Regions from separate parts of the Oryctolagus cuniculus genome. Here region 1 is linked to region 2. A link is a contact called in public Hi-C data. All regions are on one chromosome and are shown on one strand. Each heading gives the region's core, a stretch centred on a gene start, on an enhancer-like site or on the middle of the called end of the contact. The rest is flanking DNA. Distances are from core to core; before and after follow the strand shown.

Region 1 (2,828 bases), core at 24-2,523, 320 kb before region 2:
TCCTGGTCCCTGAGGATTCTTCCTTCACAACCTAGTCACCCATGAAGACTCACTTGTAGCACTGTCATGGTGATTCAGATTCAACTTATGCATTCTGGAGGACTCATTCAAATCATAGCAGCTCCTTACTATCCGACCGTGGTTCATCTTCTTCAGATATCTGATTATTTGTAAGAACTTTTAAAACAGACTTTCATTAATGCATCCATATGCCTTGTGGATGGAAAATTGGTCTTCTTTGATTTAGAAAAAAAAAAAAAGATCCAAATTCCCCTTTGTAGGCTGCTGAACAAATTGGAATTGCTGGGTAGTCTCTTAGCCATGGTAAGTTCTCCCAACCCTGTCCCACACCAATGTTCCGAGCTGACGCCACCCTGCATCTCCGTATCACGAGATGCCTAGGAGCTGACACCTTGTAGTGCCATGCAGTTGGGAGGCTCCATGCTGAGTGGAGACAGGAGGATCTGTGGGACTAGAAGCTGACACATGCTACCCATAATATCACCTGTGATCACTCAGCAGGGTGTGGCAACTCCAGGCTCCCAGGACAGTGGTTTCCAAGGTCGCAGCCCTCTGTACCCCCAGGCTATGTTCTCTTGAGCACTGGCTGCTGCAAGAGGCAGCCGCTGGGTTCTCAGGTTGGTCTGCATTGCTGCCGTGTTGTCGCTGACATGGCGGGCTGCCCAGGTGATCCGCACAGAAGGCGAGCACAGCTTTGCTTTGAGAGCAAAGTTAGGTTCTCTCTTCTCAGCACCCTGCACTGCGCTTCCGAATTGTTTCTCTCTCAGAAACCTGCCATGTCAGCCCTGCCCTTTCACCAAGGACCAAGCCCATCACTCTTATTGTTTCACAAAGAATTTCCTGGCCTTGAGTCTAAAATTAAATTGCCCTTTGAGAGTTTCCTATTTTGTCTGTTCCTGCCTCTCCTGGTGGCCACACCACCATCGTCCCCCGCCTCCGTGATAGGCACAGGCAGGAGGACCGGGCGGATTTCGACTTTGTCTCCTTACCCTCTGCGTCTCAAAGCAGCGGGACCAGTGTGACCTTCGGGACACATGCGTCCAAGAAGCCCCTTCCCCGCCATGTCCTTTGGGGCCAAATGCAGTCTGACCAGAGCTCCTTGGTGTTGCCAGGACAGCTCATCCAAAAGTGTCAGTCCATGGAAGGGGCTGCTCCCTCCCACAGCATCTTCTGAGGACGGGGGAATCTGGAATCTAATAGAAGCCCATGGAGTTGTTCAGCCCAGGGTCAAGAGTGAAAGCTCGTCGAGCTGAGAGCTGGCCTGTGTCCTGTACAAGCCATCTTCAAGCACCTACCAAGTGAGAGCCAGTGTAAGAGCCCCATAAGCAAGGTACTTCCCGAGGTTTGCTGTCCTCTATTGAAACACAGGGAATGTGTTGGCAAAACGGTGTTTGAGCATGGTTTGGGAGAAGAGGGAAGACAAACAGCAGGGCTTTCCTACATTGTAAGGGCACATTGTCAGGAACCCACACCATGATTCTGACAACCTTTAGCTTTCTAGGCTTCCTCACCCTGCCCTGGTACTTTATCCACCCAAGCTTGTTAGCCACAAGGTCAGGAGAAGGAATGTGGAGGGATCAGCGAAAAGGAGATCTGGAGTTGGCAAAGAATTCGGAGGTCCTCCCGGCCAGCCTTCTCAGGAAGCAAAAGCACTGAGTGTTAAACCGGAAGTCACAGGGCTCCTTCGTGGTAGAGCAAGACTTGAACCCAGGCTTCCTGGCCTCCAGCCCTCTGTCTTTCTGGTAGAGTGCATGAGCGTCTAAGACACCGCCAGACCATGACACAGCTGTATCCTGTGGATGGCGAATCACAGTGCCTATCTACCCTGGGTGAGTTTGGCTTCCTCACTAGGTGCAAAACATGTTTAAAAAGCAGAAGCGTCCAGAAATATTTGTTGTGTCTTATATGTCTATAGCCCTCGACCAAGGCCAGCCCTAGGTTCTGAAATTAACCAAAGCAGAGCGATGTGCCCCCATAGAGTTGACGCAGTGAGTAACCCACACCTAAAGTTGGGTACTGAAAGTTTGAGAAGCAAACACCTGGACATTGCAGGCAGCTTAGCTAAGCACAGATACTAACTGGGAGAAGAGACTGCACACACTGGTGTTCTCCTAACCCCTCTTTCCCAAGGTTGTGGGATTTGGAGGGGGGCAGAGAGGAGAAAGATTGAGCAAAAGGAATGGCTGAGCGATGGCAGGACTGGAGGGGTGGGGAAGACTTGGCTGTAGACAGAGAACCACAAGTGCTGGAGAAGGGTGGTGCCTGCTGCACTAGGCAGGGACAGTCCCTTACCCTGGGGCATGCGGAAGTGGAGCTGGGGAGAAGTCACAGACAGATGAACCCTGTACCGAAGTGGCAGGGGTCGCCTGAGGTGGGAGCGGTCAGAACCAGGTCATGTTCAGAGTGGAGCAGAGACAAGGGTGTGTCCCTTGTCCTGCTGGCTTCCAGACTTCCGGAACTCCACGTCATTGTGCCCAGGATCACATGGGGAGCAATTTTAGGTGGCAGGCTTGTGTCCTCTAGTGACCTGGAGGTGAAGGGAGAGCTGTGCTGTCCCCTAGGGGGCTCATCACGCCGTGAGTGATGGGATAAGGCAGGGATGTACTCGCCTGAGAGGCCAGGGGGACCCTGTGGCTCTCAGCTGCTTGGCTATGTCCCCTGCTACTGAGGGCTCAACTCTTAGTTTCCCTAACCCTGTACACATATCATCCTCCTATGCCTTCAGCTGGAACTTCTTTATTGTTTTGGTCCCCTCCTTTCTCCTCCTGACTGTAGGCAACTTTACAGACCCACAGTTGACCCTGGCT
Region 2 (2,974 bases), core at 392-2,891:
TGGAGGCCCAACTGCTATGCTACAACACTGACTCCTGCTTGCCAGATTTTCAAAGCCCCATAGCTCATAAACGTGTTTTCCATATATATGTTAACTTTGTGAACATTGATTGCCCTGTATCCCACTTTGCATTTTGGCATCGCATCACGACTCATTCATTCATACTTACGCCTTATTTTTCCCCCAACAAGTAAATGACCCTTGAAGGCAGAAGCTTTAGGGGTGCCTGTGCCCTGATCTGGCCTCAGGCATTTGTGCCAGCATAGAAACATGCGTGCTGACCCGGTGAGGGCATCATAAGAGCTAGAATTCCAATGTTAGTTCAGAGGCATATCCAGAGATTTTTCTTAATGATAGCCAAGTCCCAGATTACCTACAAGTAACTTAGATATTATTATTGCCTAATATTCACACGAAATCTGCATGATGATGGCCTCATGTTTGGATCACTTTCAGTTCTCTCTCTTTGTCTCTTTCTTTTTCTCTGCTACCCCCCGCCCCCCTTTTGCAGAAGTGGAGGCAAAGTTACCGGAAATCTCAATTGTCAGAGTTCAAAGCCTTCGCTCAACACTTGACATTTGACAGTGTGTCCCCCTCCCCTTCCTCCACACCCTCATCTTGCTTGCACGGGCACAAGCCCTAGAGATAACCATATGAGGCAGAATGCATGCAGTCGGCTCCCTTCTTACATTCGTTTCCTCCTACACAGACTGGCGAGGCACCCTGAGGTTGGCACGTGCTTTGTCCCAGGCCTTTCACGTTTCACTCTGAGGTGGTGGTCGTCGATTAAATGTGGCAGGAGATTCCCCATGTTCACCAGACAGACAGCATGCACCTTCGGGACCAGAGATCATCTAACAGAAAATCTCACCTAACATTCTCAATTTCACAGACCAAGAAAGCGAACTGCCTGAAGCTAGCGTTCGAGACCAATAGAGCAGGCACCAGAACCCAGAATTCTCTTCCCACTCTTCCCGGTCTTCTCTCTGCCTGACCACAAAGGCTCGGAAACTGTCAATTTCGGCTGCTGCACTAAATGTTCCGATGACAGACTTGTCCTGCGTCTGATAGACGACGTTCTCCCATAAACTCATCAGGGGAATGAAGAAACGCGTCATCCTTGGAGGAGGCCGGGAGGAGCTGCTGCCTGTGCGACAGGGGAGCAGCCGAGCTCTCTGGGTGCGTGCTTTCTGCCCCAGGGTCTCCCATTCTCTGTGTGCCATAATCCGGGACTTCTCTTAGAGGCCCCAGTCCCCGGAGGGAGCGTCCAGTTGATGCCTCCCTGGCGAGGCAAGGTGGCGACAGGGAGGAAAGAAAGGCGAGAGTTGCTGAAGACATGGTGGCAGCGTAGGCAGCCTCCGAGCTGGGGACCTCCAGGGAGGTTGTCTGAATTATCCTCCAGAGGCACAGAGATCCCTCTGGGGGACGTTCTTGCCTTTAGATCTTGAGGGAATTTTAGGGTGGAGACTAAATAATGAAAATGACTCGACAAGTGCTGACATTCTCTAAGGAACTGAAATCATGGAAATGAGAATTGGATATGGAAAATGGGAAGAACTCGCCAGAGTTTTGCTTTGCCCACATCCCACCATTGTAGTATACGCATGTGCACACACACACACACACACACGTGTGCTCTTGCGCTGTCTGGAAGGCCAGCAGAGGTTGGTGAGGCCTCTTTCACCCGCCACCATCTGGCTGAAGCCAATCTGTCATCCAGAGTGACACCCACCCCTTCCCATGACACCTGTGTGGGCCACCGCAGCCTCAGGGTAGGAGCCGCCCTCCTCCTCCTCTGTGGCTTCTCCCAGCTGACTCCCTGCTTCCCGGAGGGGTCAGCGAGTCTGGCTTGGCCTGGGCCTCACAGACACCTGCAGCGCTGCCCTGCAGCCCCCGCTCTCGCTTGTGCTCTTGGAGTGCATTCTTGTCCCACTCTTCCAGTCTCCAGGGTCCCCCGAGGCAAGAGAGCCTCCTACTTCCTGGCTCACCACTTGCCTGCGTGCTTCCCAGCGGCCAGGGAGATTTTTCAGAAAACTATTTTTAGAAATCGTAACCTCAGAATAAACACAGCACACCAGATGCTCCTGTTTTTCTGGGGCAACTGAGCTGAGGATCATTGGTTTAAACAGAAAGGTGAAACAGCCAACCTTGGGGTTCTGGCCAGGCGTAGTTTGCAGATTGCTGGGTTTCACTCCCCCTAGTGGCACGATGTTAGAAGACATGATGCCACCCACCCCAGACTACTGGAAATGTATTAGGGTTCAAATGATTTGGGAGAATTCAATTGGACTTTACATGTAGGCAGTCATTTGATGAAAAGTAAGAACAGGTTTAATCCTAATTTTATGAATACCAAAATGTGTTAAGAAGAGTAAGTTAATTTCTCTTGGTCTTTTTTCTTATCTTGGAAGGATTTCTGTTTAAACAAAACTCATTTTTTTAAACTTTTATTTAATGAATATAGATTTCCAAAGTACAGCTTATGGATTACATTGCCCCCCCTCAATGACTTCCCTCCCACCCGCAACCCTCCCCTTTCCCGCTCTCTCTCCCCTTCCATTCACATCAAGATTCATTTTCAATTTTCTATATATACAGAAGATCAGACAAAACTCAATTTTTAAAATGAGGTTATGATACAGCTTCTGAATACCTTCTTTGTTAAGCAAAATATATTTCCTGAGAGGAATCTGCATGTACCAGAAGGCACTGTTAGAGTGCATTTTGCACTGTGTACCTCTTTCTGAAGTTCAGGCCAGCTCTGCAGAGGACAGGACAAGGAAGAATAAATTTGAGGAGGGACTTGTGTGTCCAATGTCAAGAGCAACAATAAGAAGAAGAGAAGAGCAGCGAGGATTTCTGATTACAAGACTCCACAGGACAGAAACGTTGCTAACAGGCACCAACGGCTGTGGCTGTCTGTTTTAGCAAGTTTTAACCCCTTCCAGCCTCAAAAAGACACCAGAAGAAAGCT

What was found. A called contact is a pair of places that touch in the nucleus more often than the background predicts.
Region 1: a Hi-C map of embryonic fibroblasts shows a contact between it and region 2, with 2.1 times the contacts expected there. The contact joins two enhancer-like sites. A contact is called at or near these places in 3 of 6 Hi-C or Micro-C datasets (embryonic fibroblasts, psoas muscle and an unstated tissue).

What each region holds. Positions count from the first base shown.
Region 1 is chr1:122,144,181-122,147,008 of mOryCun1.1, reverse strand. It overlaps a transcript of ETS1 not described here. Among named protein-coding and RNA genes, the nearest start is that of ETS1, 45 kb to the right of the region's middle. Within about 2 kb of position 1,273, at least 1 of the 8 cell types and tissues checked has an H3K27ac peak or open chromatin away from gene starts, as enhancers often do.
Region 2 is chr1:121,822,853-121,825,826 of mOryCun1.1, reverse strand. No RefSeq gene overlaps it. Among named protein-coding and RNA genes, the nearest start is that of ETS1, 280 kb to the left of the region's middle. Within about 2 kb of position 1,641, at least 1 of the 8 cell types and tissues checked has an H3K27ac peak or open chromatin away from gene starts, as enhancers often do.